2 separate regions of the Mus musculus genome follow, and region 2 is linked to region 1. The links are chromatin contacts, called in public HiCAR-type maps. All regions are on one chromosome and are shown on one strand. The core of a region is the stretch at or near the end of the contact, and the rest is flanking DNA. Distances in the headings are between cores, read along the strand shown.

Evidence for each region. HiCAR-type assays count read pairs that join an accessible place to other places.
Region 2: a HiCAR-type map of PVALB interneurons shows a contact between it and region 1, with 5 times the contacts expected there. The contact joins two enhancer-like sites. A contact is called at or near these places in 18 of 484 Hi-C or Micro-C datasets (Sertoli cells, adipose-derived mesenchymal stem cells, cerebellar granule neurons and 11 more), 4 of 115 datasets of contacts at active chromatin or transcription factors (PVALB interneurons, astrocytes, differentiating embryonic stem cells and 1 more) and 1 of 9 other capture datasets (embryonic stem cells).

The regions. Positions count from the first base shown.
Region 1 is chr12:7,541,026-7,546,089 of GRCm38.p6, reverse strand. All of the region lies in intron 3 of Gm32828 (a long non-coding RNA gene), which reads left to right. Among named protein-coding and RNA genes, the nearest start is that of 1700101O22Rik, 160 kb to the right of the region's middle. Within about 2 kb of position 2,304, at least 2 of the 459 cell types and tissues checked have an H3K27ac peak or open chromatin away from gene starts, as enhancers often do. A contact at or near this core is called in PVALB interneurons, where this site is marked.
Region 2 is chr12:7,775,720-7,780,783 of GRCm38.p6, reverse strand. No RefSeq gene overlaps it. Among named protein-coding and RNA genes, the nearest start is that of Gm32828, 22 kb to the right of the region's middle. Within about 2 kb of position 2,918, at least 36 of the 459 cell types and tissues checked have an H3K27ac peak or open chromatin away from gene starts, as enhancers often do. A contact at or near this core is called in PVALB interneurons, where this site is marked.

The DNA of each region.
Region 1 (5,064 bases), core at 1,055-3,554:
AGGGGGTTAGAAACACATAGACAGTGAGGAATTTAGAAACAAAGTCTGAGGTGGAAGGAGAAAAGTCACTTCACGACTTTTTAATTTAAAGGGAGGTCATTGGTTCATATAATTTTCAGTTGCATGAGAGCTCCAAGATTCAATTCTTTGAAATGGCACTTCCATCCCTTGGTGAATATATGAGAATTCTGTAAATGTGTTGTTGCATCCAAAAAATTTTAGCTTCTGGGCATGGAGTTTATCCAGTATCCACAGCAACACAGATTCCTACTGGAAATTTGAATTAGAAAAACGCTGACACGTTAGAAAATATAATTTGTACTCAATGACTTGAAAAAAAATAGAAATACCCAGTAATTCTGCAGTTACTAAATGGGGCCTAATGGCACTTTCACTTTTTCATCTTGGCATTTCAAGGTTGTTCCTACCAAGCTCACCTGGGAAGAGGGGCTTTTAGTAAAAAGGCACGCTGGTGCTTCCTCTGATACCTCCATTGAAACTGGTGCTTTCAAATCATTTAGATACCTTAAGTGCTAGTGTTCTTATCAGCTAGGGGAGTGGCTTGCCAATTTCATTGTCTATAAGAATCATGTGGTGGCTTTGTACAGTAAATACAAATTCTAGGCGCAATGCCATTCAGTTGATCTCTGTGTGACAGGCCTCAGGAGTCAGGATAGGTGGTAACTCTGATGTAGAGGCATCTCCAAGGGACATGGCTGACACACTATGTGACTTGCTTCATTTTCTCTGTGACCAGAGTTAACCAGAGATTTTAAGCTGGGGAGTTCCTGTATCACGTTTTTCCTGATGGGACTGGCTGGAGTTTCAAAGAAATCAGCAAGGCAAATGTTATGGCGTTTGGTCCAGTACATTCATTAGGGGAGCCCACAAAGAGATTACAATAGCTGTCCTTGTGATAAACTTCAATAAGAGGGGAGATTCTAGGCAGGTAGCCCTCAATGAGGGTGTGGGTATGGAGTTAATATAAGGGATAAGAGAATTCATCTTAGGAAGGAAGCTTATTTCTGTAGCAATAGAGTTGGCTCCCCATAACCCATAATCTTTGTGGCAAAAGAGACCTAGACAAGCTAATTAGTACCTGATAATGTTTGAGGCCCCTCCATGGTCAATTCTGCACATTTCCATCTGGCTGAACTGTAGAGCAGTTAATAAGTTAGTGGATCGGGACCCAGAGAGAGGTTGGTATGTGGGGCCCTATTCACTGAGTGAAGAAGGTGGAGAGACACTGAGTAGTCTTTAAACCAGTATGTGTGTTCTAGAAGCAGTTTGCCTTTAAGTATTAAGGATAATCAGAAAATCAAATCTATTATACAAAGAAGACTCAGGAAGAAAAATGCAATTGAAGCTAATAATTCAGATTTGGAAACTGTACCTTGTTTATTAAGAACCTTCGAGGCCAATGTTTGGTCTTTGTTCTTTCTATCCAACTTCCCTCGCTGGGCATCCCTTAGGTGCTCTTGTCTTTCTGGGTGTCAGGAGATTCTCCATGTTGCTAACTTGCCCTCTGCATCCTCAACTCAGGGTGTCCTGGAGCTGAGACCTTCTGTCCTAGAAGGACCTCTCAGAGTGATCAGTTGTGAGATAAAATAATGTAACCATGGGAAAGCATATCAGGATTTGCTTAGTATAGGAGGTATATGTCAATTTGTGTAGTACTGTATAATTTAGAAAGGTCTGGAAATCATACTGCCCTATCTTTAATAACATAAGAGAAAACAGAGGTTAGAAGAAAAACTCCCATGTAGGTGGACTTTCGTGCTTCTTGTTAGGATTTAAGACAGACTGCGGATATAAAAATCCTGCTACGTCAGGTATGTATACAGCGTGCTGTGCTAAAGACAGCATGTTCTGCCTCAGAGCATCAGCTCCAGTGTGAGCTGGGACTTTGAAATGCATGCTAAACCTAGAGGTGATCAGCTATGTTTGAAACAAGAGATGTGGAGGATGACTTCTGTTTCATAGACTTCCCCTTTAATGATAACTCAATTAATTTTAATAGCAGTGCCTATGAATTGCCTTATAAAATGCTGTTCAAGGTGTCCTATAAAACCTACAGTTTAACAGACAATTTAGAGTGGTGAAAAATTCTAGAGTGAAATGCGATGTCATATTGGGATCTGAAAAAGATCCTGCACTGTTCCTTTCTGCAGCTGCAGAGCTCAGGGAAGAAAATCGGTTTTTAAAATGGTCCTTACAGAGGGTCCATGAAAAGGTCAGCCCAGAAGGAACTGAGAAAAAGGGTAAGACTTTCAAGTGAGAGAAAGGATAACCACTAGAGGGCAGACTAGAGCTTGATGGAAGACTGACTTTCTCCTGGAGGAGATGGACAAAGCCGCTGAGACCTGTCTACTTAAACTCTCTACAACGGCTTTCATTGAATACAGGAGGATGCACATATAATGCAATGTATATGAAATTCTGATGCACATCTCTACATAAAGGTATGGAGGTCCAAAACTGATGATAAGTGCATTCCTCAATCCCTTTCCCTTTATTTATGAGGCAGGGTCTCTTGCTAAACCTACTCAGTGCTGGCCAAATCCTGCCCTGCTTGTGGGACTCACTAGCTGTCTTTAAGGACCCACGTCGTGAGGATGACAGATGGCCATGACTTCTGGGGATCCAGACTCCTGTCCTCACACTGCGTACCAAGCACTTCTAATACTGACCCATTTCCCTTCCCCAGGCACACATTCTTGCATCTCCACACATATTCACTTTAGAAAATGTCCATGTAGAGGGACCCTTTATATTAAATTCGTATCATATTAAAATACCAGAATTGATATTTTGAAGCCCCAACACATGGTTGTTCTAAATGATGCTAATGGAAATGCATGTTATGAAAAGGTTATTTCCCATTGCAAACTTGCTTCACCGAAGTATTTTGCACATCTTGGGAGGGAGATAAACTATTACTGTAAGCTGTCAAGCTGGCTCGGCAGAACACAAGCAAGTGCTGCCTTAGCTGGTTAGCAAGACCAGAGTCTAGAGCCCTGTGAACTCCTTAGGCTATATCTCATCCAGTGGAATCCCACAGGGAGAGCAAGACTCTGCAGATGAAGTGCAACATAAAGATAGCCACATGAGGCTTCCCTCCCACCCCCACCCTGAATGATCCGGAGAATAAAACCTGAAAAGTACCACTACAGGCCAGTCTGGAGTTTCAAGATAATTCCTGCTTGCATATGTTCCTACACTCTGGCCTACCTCGATTTATCACCCCTGATTTTGCAAGTATATCCCTTCTTTCAAGCCAGTTTAAAACACGCTGAACTATTTTTCAGGTGGTCTCTCACTGTTTAAAAATCCTCCATTAGCTAGCATACTGAAGTGAACAATTCCATTGTCTACAGTTATGCATGATTTTCTGGTGGATCCAGATGTGAGACCCTGTTTTCTTAATGACACTGGAGGTGTCTGGAGCAACTCAACATTTGCTCTGTTGAGCTTAGTCAATCAGACACACAGTTCTTTAATAACTTGCTCTTTGGTCCTTATCATTCATCCAGGGACCAAAGTTTACTAGGCAAATCAATCGGGAGACAGTGGAGCAAAATGTTACAATAAAAATGCCATAGAATGAATGAAGGGGGCTGTGGAGTCCCATGCTCCTAACGTTTAACCAGAGGAGGACCTTTGGATAGGCCAATCTCTGTGGCTACCAATTTCCTTTCCTTTAAAATTAGAACAAGGCTTTCTCTGTCTAGTGTGAAAATTATGACAATAGAAATGATGGAGATTTCAAGAGAGCACACTGTTCTCTCAATGATGGGTACTGCTTCATCACTTGGTGATACAGAGAACAAGAAAACAAACTCTGATTGCACCCTCTGGACAGCAACACCAAGGAAAGAGAATCCACATCTGAATTCGCCAAAGGAGCACACATGTGCTCAAGGGCAACACAAGTGTTAACTGGGCAATGCCAGACTCAGGGGCTGTTCGATTTTTAGACAATGAAAAACAATGATAAAACAAGTTAGAAAATGTTGGTACTGAACCTGCAAGGGTAGCCAGAAAGAACATGTGATTGAGAGAAGCTACTGTCCTCGGACCCACAGAGTTTGATTAGATGAAGATTCCTGGACTGACTTAAGCAAATGTCCCCCCTGGGAACCAACTTCCTAGTACCTGTTTCTTAGGGTGTCTAATATATAAATGTAAAGACTTTCACTGATGTCACCTGCTTTCCTCAAGCCTCCTGTGTTTGCAAATGGCCCAGTTAAGACCATTGAAATGTAAAACGGCAAAAGGCAGAAAAACTTCCAGGGCCTCCTGCTGCAGAAGAGAAAAGGTATGGAGAGCTATTACCATGCTGGAACTTTCCTGCTGTAGGAAGGAGATGAAAAAATGTATTCACCATGGGCTCCAACTGTCTGAGAACAAAGTCTCTGGTCTGGCTGATGCATGAAGCTTTCTGAAAAGGTCGTGTCCTGGAGGCATCCAGCACTAGGGGATGAAGCCACTGAGGGTTACCTTATTTAGGCCTAATGCTCAGGCTGGATCTGGGAACACAATGTCTCCTTGGGAGGTTGGAGGAGTGGGAGGGTAATGCTGAGTGGCTAAGAATCTCTTAGACCTCTGTGCACCAGGAAACCTAGGGTACTTTTGGACTTTTGCAAGCTACAGAATTGGATGCTGAATAGTAAGCAAGCAGAGAAATGGGCTGGATATTCATAAGTGATGGAATTTTGGGCCACACTTGCTCCTGGGGTGGGGGTCACTTGAGAACATTTAGAGGTCATATACTGGAAGTGGAAACTTCCATCAGATCATATATTAGGGTAAAGTCTTAGCAAAAAATGCTAATGAGTTCATGAGATCCATCCTGATGTTGGCTGGAGACATTCTTCTCTGTTATATTTAATAGAAAGCTAAAGATTGCTTGTCCACCATGAGCGTATCTTGCAAAGAACAAGGAGATAAATATAGATAACTTTGACTCTGTTTCCACAGGTTACAAGTTAAATCCAAACCAGATATGGTGGCACAAATCTTTAATCCTAGTGTTCAGGAGGCAGAGACAAGCAGATCTTTGTG
Region 2 (5,064 bases), core at 1,669-4,168, 230 kb before region 1:
AGTGGTTTGGCAGGGTAATGAAATAGAGACTCCAATTATTTTATTTGTATGTTAAACGAAAGGAAAGATTGGGTCCAGAATTGGAAAGCTTGAGGGCATGCATTTCAGAAACCCAGAGTGATGCATGGCTTTCTCTACGGCAGTGTAAGCACTCGCTATTCGCAACTGCAACCTGTAGCAGAGCATCCTCACTGAATGCTGCCTACCATGTTTGCTGCCCTTTTCCATGTATTGGCATTCATGTACCTGAAATTCACCTTTGGATATTTTCATTTGCATGTGGCATACAGATGTATAAAGAAGTCAAGAGGGCTGGCTCTTAGGAGTCTCTTAACCAATTAACTGGCTCCCTAGCCCAGCTCTGGTCAGGGTAAAGTTGGTGTCTAAACAAATGCCTAAACCTTGGCCAAATGGTCCTGGGCCTAAAGTGATAAGATCCAGGGACACACGATGGAAGTCTTTGATTGTTTCTTTTCATTGTCTTCATCCCAAAAATGTGGATTCCTGCTTGGCCTTAGGACTGTAGAAGGCCAATTTGAGATCCGTCAGACTTGAGCACCCCGCAAACAGCTACCAGGAGCCAAGCCACTGGCCTGAGGAAGGAAATTAGCATTTATCGCATCTTAGTAAAAATGATGTGGCCCAGTTAAATTAGATTTCCTTTCATTTACAATAGACTTAAAATCCTATTTAGCTATAATCCAGCCAGTGTAAAACCTGTTATGAGGATCCCAATTTTCCGAGATATTGAAGCTTTTTACTCCTATCAGAGCATCTTGATTCTATCAATTTTCATCCATCATTAAATTTCTTATGACTGAGAATGCCAGGGGCGACCCTACCTTTCCAATCGGCTGCTGCATTCAGCAGTAACTGGACTGAGATCGGAAACATTTATTTTATGCAATGCCTTCTCTGCTCTTTTCCACTATTTTAAACACTACTGTGGGTCACACTGGAAATCCTGCTCCGATTCTATCTGTAATCAAGCAGGAAATGGTTTTATTTTATTTTAAACTAATATCAAGCCTAAGTAGACAGCGTTGTTTCATATAGGAGGATTGAATGGCCCAATCTGCCATTGCTTTAAACTTATGGTTTGCAGATCTTATCACTGTCCCCATACATTTGCAGTATTGTACATTTACAATTTCCCAGTTCTTTTCTCTATGTAAATGGATATTTGTCTCACTTAGGAGTCTCTGAAGCCTTTGCACAGGTGATGTTTTTTCGTCATGGGAGTACCTGTGAATACTTGTTTCTTGTGTGTCTGTCCACAACAATATGGCATTCTTGACTTAATTCTTCAATGTGAGTCTTGCTACCCCCATTCAAAGTAGGTACTTCATGGAGATAGAGATTATGGCTCAAGCTACTCATTAGAATATCTGCCGATTGAACCAACAGGCGGAAGCCTGGCATACGCAAGAGCCTAAGCTTTGCTTGGTTGCCAATTTAGGGACCTTCCAACATCATTGAGTGACTCAAAGGAGCATCTTTCGACCACTTGGACCCCCTAATTCCCTCTAGGCAATCGCTCTTCCAGAATGCCATCCCTAGGTTCATTAGCTTCAGATGTGAGGCAATATATTATCAGGGACTTGGGAGAAGATGTCGAGATTGGGAGGACAAAGCAAGGGCAGTTGGGTGTGGATCTATGGTGAGGGCTATTGTTTCCAAGGGTTTGTGACTTTATTGTGTAGCAGGGTCTGAGTCTGTCTTGAGCACCTGCTCTTCTCTTTCTCCACCTCCCCCACATCCTTGTACAATGGCTATTTAATAGCTTACGGTGGACTAGCTGCCCAGAGATGGGGGGCATGTGGTTTCCTTTACTAGGAACATTCACACTCTGGTTCTGTGCAGGGCACATGGTGGGAGGTTCAGTTCTGGTGATCCTGGTTTTGGTGGTCCGTGTCTGGGGAGAGCCTGGGAGATGGGGTAACACTATTGAAGAAAGGTGACTAAGCATGTGCCTTGAGTTCTATACACTCTGTTGAAGGGTCTGGAGTTTGGGGACAGACTTATCTGCGAGGGCATCTACACTTGAGTTACTGATACGTCTTTCTGAAAGAACTAAATCTTGAATCCAATCTCACTGGCTGTGGCTAATCAAGAGCCCGTGAAGAGGGAATCTGTGTGGCCCAGGAAGAGGTAGGAGAGGGACTCCAGGAAAACCAGAGAAGGCTTCTAAACAAAATGGAGTTTTATTAATCAGTGAACTTTCTGGAAAATAGTAGAAATTATCTTCCCTTGTGGGGACAGAGGTGCTGAGCAAAGCAAGGGAGAGTGAGCGAGGTTTCTAGACGTTGAAGAGACAGATAGATGCATGGAAGACGCAACGAGCCACTTCCCATTGCCACCTCGGTCAGGAGCATCTGTTACTGAGCCTGGAAGAACTGTGCAGGCTCCCAGAAAGTGGGCCTTCGGTGCTTTCTTATGTCTTTCTTTGTTTTGTTTTCCAAAGTGGGGTTTTGAAATGGCCTACAGGTGAGGACTTTCTGGAGAAGGGAACTTCTCTGGCTCCCCCTGGCGTCACTCGACTTGTACTGAAGGGAAACATTTGGAAAGGGAAACTAGCTGCATCCCAGGAAGCCCTCCAGATTTCCTCGGTGTTGTGACTGAGGAATGCGAGCATCTGTGACTGCAGCCATTTTTCAAAGAGCCTTTTATTTTCTGCCAGTACCATGCCATCCTTCCTGCCCCAAGTGGGTGCTCTGCTGGATGACACGCAGGATTCAGAACAAGCAGGTAAGAAGGAACGACCTAGAGACAGTCCCTACCTAAGCTAGACTCAAGTTCCCTCTTGTTCTCCCTGTCTGCTGACATCCTGTGTCTTTCTAGGACACTTACCACCTCGACTTGTAGCAACTGTTCTCCAATGTTGTCTATAAAAGTGCTATCATCAGCATGAACACCAGAGGGCAGAAGAGTGCCTTAGGACAGCTTTACTGTTCTGAGGCCCTTGATGACCGTGGCTGTGAAAGGGTAGGAAGGCTCCTTCCAGTTTCCTGAAACTGGAGTTACAGACAGTTGTTAAGTCAGGACTGGAAGACAGGCTATCAGAGAAGACTAGCTCTTGTCACTCAAGCCCCTTTTCTTATGAGCACTCTAGTGCTTGTAGGAATTGGCTCCCCAAACTCTGAAGTGCATATTCAGGTGAATGTGAGCATAAACCAATGCCTTTGTTGAGTGCTATTGTGGCTGCAGCGGTCTGCACCACGTTCATTACGAATGTGAGGATCTTAGACCACAGGGACGGACCATCTCTCTTTTCCTAGGGCAAGGGGCCAGAGGAAGTCAAACTGACCTCTACAGGTCAAAGGAGCTCTCTGTCAAGCTCAAGGGTAGATTCTCCCCGTGGCCCAGATACTGCACACTTGAGTTTTGCACCTCTCTGAGGCTCTCTTGTAGCACAGGGGTGCCGCTGCAAATGCAGGCCAGCACTGACATATGCAGGATCTGAAACCATAGGTCAAGATTTCACATATGCTTCCCTGGAGCAAAGAAATCCCAGGTCTGCACAAAGCTCTCCTTCCATTTTCACTGCGAGCCTGTCAGGTACTTACAAATGGCGAGTCGGAGCCCTAGCACTGGGATTAACAGTGTGGAGACCAACAAAAGAGCCATGGCTGATTTACCCTCCTGCAGGGACCCACACTGTACAGCCTTGGGGGACATACAAGGGCTCAGTGACCATCTCACAGGATCTTCAGCAGAGTGTAGTAACCCAGGATATTTTGCACAGTGCTTGGCAGTGTAGAAAGCCTTTCAGCTCTCAGGGCTAGTCACACAGCTCATCAGTTCACAGCACAGAGGGTCTTGCAGAGGACCTGGGTGTGAATCTGAGCACCCACACGGCATCTCACAACTGTCTACAATTCCACTTTCAGGGGCTCTGATGCCCCGGTCTGGCCTCTGCAGCCACAAGGGACGTGGTACCCATACATACACACAGGCAAAATGCTCATACCCATGAAACAAAACTTAAACAAAAAGGAAATGGCAGATACTATGACTGTATGACTTGAATCATGAAGACCGGGTGAGTCTAGCCTTTCCCATGGGCCATGAAGCCAGAGGATAGTGGAGAGGACAAACAGGGAGGACTGGCGCCATGGACCTTGTCCCAATTACCCTACTGCCAGGCTTACTATAAAGATGAGTTTCCCTAGTTCTGAATGAAGGCTGCCTCAGATTACACTGTGTGTTACACTGGGTCCTGGACGAAAGCCAGCAAGACACAATGAAGGATGTTTCCCTTTGTGTCCACAGCTGCTTTCTAGCTACAATGGCCCTTTGTTGTGCCAGACCACAATAGAAGAGAAATGGTGCTCACTGGCGATTGATTCACATTCCTGTGCTGGACTCAGGCCTTGCTCTGTCAGGGGCATCTAAGGTTTCAGAGCCTTGAGTAGTAAATTAGGTATTATGAACTGATAGGCAGATAATTGGCTTTAATTTTTTCTTTTCCTATAACAAAATTACATATTAATGTGACTTGGAGTATCTCCAGATGGATTAAGGGTGTATGCTCCACTGATGCTGGCATTACTATCATATCCCAAATTGATAGAGTATTTGCCCTCACTGATTCTGGGTATAGCTATCATCCACCATATTAATATAGCATATGACCTAATGGTTTTGGGCATAGCTACCATATCCTTCATCAAAGGGGAATATGCCCTATTGATGCTGGAGATGGATATCATCTACCGTATTGACATACTGCATATACTATTGGATATCGTATTCCATTGTTCATAGCGTATATGCCCCACTGATGCTGGCCATAGCTGCTATACCCGATGTTACTTTAGTATGTGACTTGTTGGTGTTGTTTGTGACTTTAATCAATGCGGTATTGGGATATGTGACTTGATAACAAGCTTTGAATGTGTTGGCATTTGGTCTAGCCTCTTGCTTTCTGATTCTCCATGGTACTGGAGTTATCCAAGGAATGTGACCAACATGGAAAATGGAAGAAATTCAAGAAGCTGGACCCTAAACTCAGTTCTTAGTCTAGACTCAAGCTCTGATTAGTTTGAGTGAGAACTGCTGAAT